2 separate regions of the Rattus norvegicus genome follow, and region 2 is linked to region 1. Evidence: chromatin contacts called from public HiChIP or PLAC-seq data. All regions are on one chromosome and are shown on one strand. Each heading gives the region's core, a stretch centred on a gene start, on an enhancer-like site or on the middle of the called end of the contact. The rest is flanking DNA. Distances are from core to core; before and after follow the strand shown.

Evidence for each region. HiChIP or PLAC-seq counts read pairs in DNA pulled down with a chosen protein or histone mark.
Region 2: an H3K27ac HiChIP or PLAC-seq map of oligodendrocytes shows a contact between it and region 1, with 7 times the contacts expected there. The contact joins two enhancer-like sites. A contact is called at or near these places in 7 of 12 Hi-C or Micro-C datasets (the A7r5 cell line, the Rat2 cell line, Schwann cells and 4 more) and 1 of 1 datasets of contacts at active chromatin or transcription factors (oligodendrocytes).

The regions. Positions count from the first base shown.
Region 1 is chr7:113,183,173-113,188,574 of GRCr8, reverse strand. No RefSeq gene overlaps it. Among named protein-coding and RNA genes, the nearest start is that of Sun2, 13 kb to the right of the region's middle. Within about 2 kb of position 2,369, at least 8 of the 93 cell types and tissues checked have an H3K27ac peak or open chromatin away from gene starts, as enhancers often do.
Region 2 is chr7:113,320,039-113,324,938 of GRCr8, reverse strand. All of the region lies in intron 4 of Apobec3 (apolipoprotein B mRNA editing enzyme catalytic subunit 3), which reads right to left. Among named protein-coding and RNA genes, the nearest start is that of Apobec3, 8.3 kb to the right of the region's middle. Within about 2 kb of position 3,433, at least 9 of the 93 cell types and tissues checked have an H3K27ac peak or open chromatin away from gene starts, as enhancers often do.

The DNA of each region.
Region 1 (5,402 bases), core at 1,120-3,619:
ACATGCTGTGGGAACCAAACTCAGGCAACCCTTGTTCCCAACTGCTGAGCCATCTCTCCAACCCCTCACGTCTCTTCCTTTCTTTCTGTTTGTTTTTGTTGTTTGTTTTGTTGTTGTTTTTTGAGGTAGGATTTCTCCGAGTAGCTTTGGCTGCCCTGGAACTCACATTGTACATTAGGCTGGCCTTGAACTCACACAAGTCTGCCTGCCTCTGCTTCCCAAGTGCTGGGATTAAAGGTACGTGCCACCACCACGTATCCTCTGTCTATTTCTTAAAGCTTTGTTTTGACCAGCTCACTGAGGTTGTATGGAGGGTCTCTTTTCTTGACCCCAGGAGCTCTGCGTTCTGATGTCCATGCCAGCCATGGTCAGCCAGGACTTCCCCTCAGGGTGAAAAAGAGAAGGCACGACCAGGAAGAGCGGAGCCTTTCTTTCCCAGAAAGAGCTGGGAGCTGTATGGGAGCATTGAGGAACTTGTTGGCTAGGAACAAAGTGTGGGGCTCAGGAAGGCATTTCCCTCTGTGAAAGTCCTGCATTTGACAGCCTCTGGGCTTCCTCCCTTGTGACACGTCATGTAATTCTCAGCAGACCTTTGGGTCACGAACTGCCCTCTCTCATCTACAAGTAGAGGAAGTAAGACTCAGAGTTAGCCCAAGGTCTAGCCATTTCAGCCAGGACCAGACTTAGGCTGCCAGACTCAGGGTCCCCCTGGTACCTGCTCACTCTCAATGCTTCTATTTCCTTCTGTCCTTCTGAGGGGCTCCACATTCCAGGCATGACCCCGGCTCTCCTATTGCTTAGCTACTCTGTCCTCTGAGAAGGCACATCCACCTGCGTTGTGGCGCTTTACTACCCCATATGTGGTACAGGGAACACCTCCTTCCCCTCCTGCTGTCCCCCCAGTATGAGTCTGCGTCTTCAAGAGGAAGTGGACATCCTTGTCACATGCAGTTTGAAGCCAAGTGCCTGGAGGAGCAGTGACCGGCACCAACCATCTCAGAGAATGGCATCCTAGTACCCGTGGGCACCACAAAGACCAAGAAGCACAGGCTCTCAGGAGAGTGGAGGACACTAAGAGACTGGCCTAAGAGGTAGAGGGTAAGGTTGGTCTCAGGCTCTGTGGCAAACAGAGAGTGGGCAGCTGGGGGAGGGGGGTTAGCCTTTGAAGTTCATGGGGCCTACAGAGAATCTTCTAGTAAATATTGTATGTTGTCTTGGAAGTAGGCAGACACCCCAGGAGCTCAACCTATTTCCTGCTTCTCCAAGGCCAACCTTATAGCCAGGCAGGAAGTGTCTCCTTCCGTGGTGGCATCCTGGTCCAAACCAGGATTGTCCTATTCCAGCAGGTAAGCCTGATCACAGCAAGACTCTCTTCCTCAAGTCCCTGGGACATGCAGAGGCTGGCGGTGGCCAGTTGGGACCTTGGCACCCTAGGTTCCTCCCCAAGTTTGGAGGGGGATAGTTGGCGTAGGCCACAAACCACCCCCCTGTTCTATTTTTCCTTTGTTCTCCTCATCCTATATTTAAAGCAACCACCTCCCACTGCCAGCTGCTGTCTTCAATCCTTAGAAAGACGGTGGGGGTGGGGTGAGAGCAAGCCACAGAGGCAGAAGGTTTGTATTATTATTAATAAGACTTCTAGACTCTTGGGTGCACAGACGTGCTAGGCTCTGTGCTGAGCATTCTGTACACTGGGTCTGGTTTGGCTCTTCTGTCCATTCTGGGATGCTGGTGCCTACATCTCACAGGCGAGTCAGGCCCAGTAGTTACAGGGCAGATCAGGATTCAGGTCGTCAGCCTGTGATCCCAGAGCCCAGCTCAAAACTGCTCAGGTGGCTGCTGCCCTCTGGAACAACTCCCTGTACCTCTGTGACCTCACCTGCAGAATAAGGATCATCCTCCTGCCCCAGGTAGACGTTGGAACCCAGGAAGAAGTGACCATGAATGTTTAAAGATGTCCACATTGCTGGGGCTCATGGATTTGGGTTAGGGCTGGTGTGGAGCCTTGGGCTCCATTCCTGACACAAAGCTTAGCGGGGTTTAGGGGAGACTGTCTGGAAGTGTCCTAGGGTGTCGGGAAGGTTAGGCTGAGTCTGTCAAGATGGCCACTATCTCCATTCCTCCCTTACCACCTAAACTCTACAAAGCTAAATCAGGAAAGGCGGGGTGACTACTGAATGCCCCTGACCAGTGACAGAGACCACATGCAGCTGGGACCAGACCCTGACCTTTCATCTCGAGCTGAGACAGACTCCAGAGCATGTGCACCCGTGCTGGGGTTTTGCTCCTGACCAAGCAGCACCCCCTGCTATGTGTCCTTCTAGCCTCAAAATAGCCTTGTGAAACAGGCCAGGGAGATTGCACAAGAACCTTAGCATCGGGGAGGAAATAACCCACAGCCATCTTGTGTGTGTGAAGCAGGCTCTGGGTGAGGTTCTCACTGTGAGCTAGTGGCTCAGGGTGACAGCAAGAGTCCCACACTACCTGCCCCCTGCAGTAGTGACAGCTGCCCAGTCATTCTGTGTCCCCTTGTGCCCTGTGGCACATGTCACCATAGCATCTGCACCTGCTGCACCTTAGTTATTCCGTTAACTAAGGAGTGCTGGGACTGTGTGCTCTGTGCATCCCCAGTGCCTGGCACAAGGCTCCACATACACTATAATACATGCGTGAGCCACTGTGCATCCTCACACATGCTGTGCCAGCACTTAGGAAATGTAAGCAGGACTCTCGGAAATTTAGGTTACATCGTGATTGCCAGGCCAGCCTGGACTAAGCACGAGTGAGTCCCGATGTCTCTAAGAAATAAACACAAGTCAAGAATGCTGGTGTGAGCCTCTGATCCCAGCACTCAGGAGGCAGAGGCAGGCAGAACTCTGTGAGTTCAAGGCCAGCCTGGTCTACAGAGAGAGTTTCAGGACAGGCAGGTCTACACAGAAAAACCCTGTCTTGAAAAACCAAACTAACTGACCAAGTAGTAGTAGTAGTAGTAGTAGTAGTAGTAGTAGTAGTAGTAGTAGTAATAATAATAATAATAATAATAATAATAATAATAATATGCAGTGTGACTAATTAATTGAGCAAGTGAATAAAAGAATGATAATTGGGCAGCTAGACAAGTAGAGGGATGGGTGGATGGAGGAATGATGGATGGGTAAGTGTGTAAGAAGAATGGAGGGATGGATGGAAAGAGAGGGATGGGTGGAAATGTTGGTAGGGGGATGATGAGTGGATGGAAGGAAGAGGATAGAGGGATGAAAAGATGAGGTATAGAGGGTTGGTGGTCTGGGTACAGGACTCTAAAGGGGACTCCGGAATGAGAGCTGGCAGCTAGGGGCTCTGGGCAGAAGTACAGGCTCATGTTCCCAGCAGGAGCCCTCTGTGAAACTTCTGGCATCTTCCTTGACCACACTGGAGCCAGAATCTTCTGGCTGTGAGGACTCGAGAAGCAGAGGAACCTTCTGTTCCTTGTGGATCCCTGACCAAGCTTAAGACTGTGTACTCAGCTGCTGTTCACTCAATCATTAGCTCTAGGAGGCGTGGAGGTCCTTGACGCTCAGATGAACCCTAGAGGAACCTGGAATGTTAAACACACAGGGTTGTTCCTTTACAGGAAGGGATGCACAGCCTGCTATGACCATCACATGTCTGATGGGTCAGCATCTGTGAGGTTGAGCAGGATCCCTAGCAACAGAGTCAGCCCAGTAGGCAGGCTGGAGTGGTCCTGTGCCCGACCAGAGACCATCTCTCTACCTCTTCTTATCTGAGTGAATCCAGTGGTCAGGATAGAACCACAGCTATTTCTCCAGGCTCTCTGGACCCGCTGTGGTCTCCATATAGCTTGTCTTCTCCCTCCATCGCACCTGGCTGCTGGGCTCTGGAATGAAGGCCACTCCTATCACGATGCAGCCAGAGCCTTAACTATAAACCCAGCTAACACCAACGGTCTGCTCCATGGCTGGGGTACAGGGATCATGGAGGAAGGGAGACCGCCAAAGCACTGACCCCAGGGCCTACATACAGGAACCATTTAACTGGGATAGAGAGGTTTAGAAAGCCATGGGAAAGTCAAGAGGCTCCCAGCTTGTCAGTCAAAGATGCTATGAGTGGGGAGTGGGCAGAGCCATGATCGACAGGGTGAGACTCATACGTTATGGGCAGGAGGAAAAAACCTGGACCAGTGGGCAGGGACTCTTACAGGACAGCAAGGGGACAGAATAGGGATTGAGAACTCAGGCTTCATCTAGCTTTGAGGGTCTGACGGAGCTGGGGTGGGTAGGGGAGCAAGAGAGCCAGACCAGTAAGAACCTGCCCTACTAGCCAAAATGGAGCCGGGCTGCAAGCCATGCTGCAGGCATCAGAGAGCAGCAACCTCTTCACTGAAGCCCTCACTTGTACCCTGAACCTGATGGGTGTAACCCCTAGACCCAAAGTTCCCCATGGCTTTCCACCCTGGCTTGCAAGACCCAGCATAGCTTGGTTCCCCCACCTCTCCCTAGGGTCAACATTCCTGGCACCAATCCTGGTTCTAGGGCTTGGAGCCCCAGAACTGCAGGGCATGAGACACAACACTAAGCCCTGGGGCACTGGTAATACCCAGTTTCGCATTCACATCACCCAGGTGAGCTGGTCCTAGCCGGGTCCGCCACAACAGAAGAGACACTCATGATGTCCCACCTTGGGAGCCCAGACCTCTGTAGGCGCAACCATCCTGCCCTTTCTGAGTCCACAAATTGAACAGCTTTCTGCTGCTGGCGGTGCGGGGCGACCTCTTGTGGTCATACACGGGCATAACATGGCTATCGTGCCTCCGGGAGACTCCTGGGCTGAGTGGCAAGCCAACCACTGGCCAGGCTCATCAAGCCAAAAGAGAGAAAAAAGATAGAGTGGTTTTAAGTCCGCCAGAAACAGACGTGTGCTCTTCATCCACGCACGTTTATCAAGCACTTCCTCCACACTCTTTCTGCATAGGTACCGAGGCACAGACAGCCTAGTAGATTGACCCCCAACCTCCCTGGAGCTATAGGTCAGCTTGGGCCTGAGCTTCCACTTCAAGCTCAGAGCCCACAGTGCCAGTTCAGCACCTTCTGAGCCATACTCATGGGGATCCAGTGACCTGACTGGCCTAGCACCAGCTACCTCCTCCTTCTACCATGCAGGTATCACATGTTCTCTTCTTCCTGGGGTTCATTACAAGGGCCGCCAAATCCAGTGCATCAGCCTCTCCCTCCAGGGTCAGTCCCAAGAGTGACAAAGTGATGCCTGGGAAGCTTCTGGTGGTACAAGGGCCCATTGTCAGACTCACTGGGTGCTTGACTTGGCTTTGCCTGCAATGGGGCTATCCTAGGCTATCTGGGTAAATGCTGCTTCTACAAACCCCACAGGCCATGTGGGTATGAGTA
Region 2 (4,900 bases), core at 2,184-4,683, 140 kb before region 1:
AGTCATGCTTTTCCCTCAAAAGGACACACAATCCACTTAGGCCCATCCTTGCTTGTGACTTTGTTTTTAAAAACAGGGTCTGGATCAGCTTAGCCTTGAACTCATAGAGATCCATCCTTTTTTTACCAGGATCGAAGCTATGCACCGCAGAAGTTCGGTGGCAGCCCAGGCCTTTGATCCCACCACTTGGGAGGCAGAGGCAATCTCAAAGAAAAAAACAAAACAAACAAAAGCTCTGTGCCACCACACCTAGCATTAGGTAGGTCCTTCTAGAAAAAAGGATTTCACTGTTACGTATGCAACGGCATCTGTGAGAGTGTGTGCATGTATGTGTCTGAGTATGTGTGTGACTGTGTGTGTGTATGTGTGCATGAGAGTGTGTGTGTATGTGTGAGTATATGTGTATGCATGTGTCTGGAGTGTGTGTATGTATGTGTGCGTGTGTGTATATGTGTGTGTGTGTGTGTAAGTGTATGTGAGTGTGCATGTGTGTATGTGTGTGAATATATGTGCATGAGTGTGTGTGTGAGTGTGTGTGTATGTGTGAGGTTATGTGTCTGCATGTATATGTGTGTATGTGTGTGATAGTACGTGTGAGTGTCTGTGTATATGTGTATGTGTGTAAGTGTGTATGTGTGTGTATGTGAGTGTGTGTGTCCCCATGTAGCATTTGGTGCAGTACGTGGGAACTGGGGAATTTTGCCTCCTCCCTGCCCTTCTTTCTCCTAACTTGGCACCCTTGAAGAACCAGGGCCTTCCCCAAAGTACCTGAAGGAGCCGGTGTCCAGAGTGTGTGTATGTGTGTGTGTGTGTGTGTGTGTGTGTGTGTGTGTGTGTGTGTGGTGTGTAGTATGAGTGTGTAAGTGTGTACATATGTCACAAGGTGTAAGAAAGGATATGACTCTCATAAGTTGTCCTCTGACCTCCTTATGTACGCCGTGGCACCCACTTACCCATACACAAAGACAACACAAAAAAGGGTCAAGGCGCTTTTATAGAATGGGAGAGAATCTTTGCCAGTCATTCATGTAACAAGGGATTCATATATCAAAGGTTAAAAAAAAACTAAACTAAAAATATTAGACACCAAAACCCACCATCCAATCAGTAAATGAGAAATGAAGCCATTCTGAGGTTGGGCTATCACAGTTGGTGAAATGCCTACAGTGCAAACCTGAGGCTCCTCAGCTCTCACATTAAAAAGCCAGCCACACAGGGATGGGCTGTAGTCACAGCTCTGTAGCTGGCTATCCCAACCATGTGGCCAACTCATGGCCTGGCCTGGCCCAAAAGCTAAGGTACAGCAACTGAGCAAGGCACCCATCATTCCTCAGTCCTCCCCAACATTCACTCAAGTACACACACACACACACACACACACACACACACACACGTTTGTGAGCATGTGAAACCATATGCACATATACCTCACACCCATATATATTGAATTTCCATCTCATTCAGCAATAGCTTATGCCTGCAAATCCTAGCACTTGGGACCAGCCTGGTCTACATAGTGAGCTCTAGGCTACCCATGGCTACCTGGTGAGAGGCACTGCCTAAAAAAGTTAAACAAAACATTAAATTAAAAAAAAAAAAAGAATGACACCAAATTCTGGGGAGAAAAGGATGTATGGGAGGAAGCCCCTCCTCTGTGAGTAGAAATATACCACTAATGGAGTTGCTGTAGAACAGCATGGAGGTCTCAAGTGACCAAGAATTAAAAGAGCCTAGGACCCAGACACACCTGAGTGTAAACGGGAAAGTCACCACACCACAGAGGCACCTTCACAGTATCCACAAAAGCCAAGCCAGGGGACCAGCCTAGGTGCGTCCATCAACAGATAAATGGATGGAGACCTGGGTGCTGCGTACACAATGGAATTTTACTCAGTCACGAAGCAGAAAACATGTGCTTTGCAGGTGAACGGATCGACTTAGAGACCATGCTGCTGAGCGAACAAGCCAGACAGAAACGCAAAACCACATGCTTCCTCATTCAAATACGTACGTATGTGTGCACATGTGAAAGGGGGAGAGAGACTATTTGTGGTGAGGAAGGGTCTAGCTGGAGAGAAACAAAAGGACACTGGTGGTGTGTGTGCGTGCATGTGCACACCAACTACATCAATATACATTTGTAAAAACACAATAACTAAACCCATTATTTTAAAATGGGTTTAAAATTATAAAGACATACGAAACAAATTAAAGCAAGGTTCCTAAAAGCCCAGAAGAGGGCAAGCAGTGGGGTCTTCTGAAGGAACCTGGGGTGGGAGGAGACACAAAGTGGCTAGTTCTGGCCACCTCTGCACTACAAGAGGCACTATTTGGGCTTTTGTTTCCCTTTCTTGGGGCCTCCGTGGCCCTGGGAAAGTCCCCGGTTTCTGACTGGGCTCCTAAAGTAGCTGTGTGTGACCACATCCACGCCTACTGGGGCCTCTGGATGGGATGGCGCTCCTGTTTACTTTCCGTTGTTTTTTGAGACAGAGTGTTTTTGTGTAGCCTTGGCGGTCTTAGAACTTGCTCTGTAAACCAGGGTGGCCCCGAACTCACAGGGATACATACGCCTGTCTCCCAGATGCTGCATTCCTATCTCTGTTCCCAAGCTTCCCACAAACCTGCTCTGCCATGGGATGTCCTGGGCAGGGTGGTCGTGGCCTCAGGTCTGGGGGCTTCACTTCCTGCTTAGTAAACTCTGCCTTTGAAATCCTGACAGTGATGTACAGGCCATTCCCGGAACAGGAGGGCTAGGATGTCTCAGTCTCTCAGCCTTCCTTTCCTTCCTGTGATCCTCTCTCTGGCTTAGCACGGCAAGGCCCAGGTAGAGACACGTCTTCTCATGCAGTCAGAACAAGGATCCAAAAGGAAAAGAGAAGCCAGAAAGAGAGCCGGTGCAAAGCTGGATGGGAGGGGGAGGGGCAGAAGGAGCCCTCCTCGATCACCCCTAACTGGCACTTGGTGTGGTTCAGGTCACAGGATTTCATCTTGGGCCCTGGAGAAGGCAACTCCTTCTGGCCTATCTACCACCCCAACAATACAGGAATGGAAGACATTTTAGAAGAGGTCTCAGGCTGTCTCTCCAGGTTACACAGCAAATAAACAACATGGCTGGAGGGCTGGCCAGGTCTGCTTGGTTGTGCTCCCTCCTCCTCCAGCTGCCCCTTCTGCGGCTCTCATTGTTCCCAGGAAAGTAGCAGGAGTGGGGGTGGGGAAGAGGTGACTCCCACAGAGCCTGCCAGGTCTCAGATATAAGGACAAGGACTTCAGGTTCACCTTCCTGAAGCTTTCGGCCTGCTTTGGCAAGTCCCAACTAAGGATCCTCAGATTAGAAATACAAAGAAGTCTGTGAAAGCTGTCACCCCAGGGCCTGGCTCTCACAAGGACAGTCCCTGGCAGGCCTCCTCCTCCTCCCTCTCACCCCCCCATCCTGCCTTGGCTCCTCTCCGGCCATAACAGCGGCTCAGGCAAGCTTTTAGTCATCTGGGTCAAACTGAGCTCTTATTTCTCTTGGTGTCATGAAACATCAGGGGAAGCCAAGGGCTATTGTCCATGGCCAGCCTATGTTCTTACTCTCCCAGCTTCCCCCAAATACCTGCCTCCTGGTCTCACTTCCCATTCTGTCCAGTTGCCAGAGGTGCCTTCCTCGGCTGTCCCTTTTACTCTTAAAAACTCAAAAAGTATCCACTGTCGTCGCCGTCATCATCATCATCATCATCATCACCACCACCACCATCACCACCATCATCACCACCACCACCACCACCATCACCACCATCACCACCACCACCATCACCACCATCATCACCATCAACATCACTATTATTATCACTCTGTGTGTGTGTGTGTGTATGTGTGTGTGTGTGTGTGTGTGTGTGTGTGTGAATGATATAGGTGTGCACCTGCCATGGCCTGAGGGTGAAGGTCAGAGGGCAACTCTGTAGAGCTGTTTCTCTCCTTCCACCTTTATGTGGGTTCCAAGGACCAAAGCCATGTCACAAGGCTTGCTTGGCAAGCACCTTTACCCAGCGAGCCACCTTACCAGCCTGCTCCACTCTTACCCAGCTCGTTCCTCAAACCTCCTCCCCCGGCCTCTTACATAAGTGTACCCTGTCACTCCATTCTGTTCTGTCCCCAGTCCTCACAGCTCACCTGCACCCCACCTGAACCTCATCTCTGGGAGACGTTTTATTAGACAGACATTTGACAGGGTGGGTGAATAACTGGAAGGACCCAGGATGTAGTAAGGTCTAGAAAATGGAAGAGGATGCCAGGGTATGGTCAAGGGTTCTCCTGGGGTGCTGGCAACCAGGGCAAGGACTCTGTACTCCCCATCCACAAAGAGACCTCTTTGCTGTGTGAGAAGCGCAAGTTCAAGGTTCCTATGCGTTAGGACTCAGAATGCAGCCGGTATTTGGAGGCTGACCACTTAGGTGGGTCCTCATTCAAGGTCGAAAGCAGACTTATAGGAGGAGGGAATTTGGACAGAGGGACACTAGGAAGGAAGGTGACACAGCACACAGAGAGGTCAGGGGAGAGCATGAGGAAAAACTGTCAGCCTCTCGGACCTGGAAAGTCTGACAGCTCCTCCTTCCTCTAGGCACCTAAGGTTGCCATGTTTTTAAAAATTATTTTCTATGTGCATTGGTGCTCTGCCTGCATGTATGCATGTGTGAGGCTCCCCTGAGACTGGAGTTAGAGACAGTTGTGAGCTACCACATGGGTGCTGGGAATTGAACCAAGGTCCTCTGGAAGAGCAGCCAGTGCTCTTAACTGCTGAGCCATCTCTCCAGCCCCTCAAGACTGCCTCAATGGCGTTTCTTTACCTTCCAGCCTCCATGTTTAGACATAAACCAATTGGCTTGCAGCAGGACTCAGTGATGGGAGATACCGGGTTACG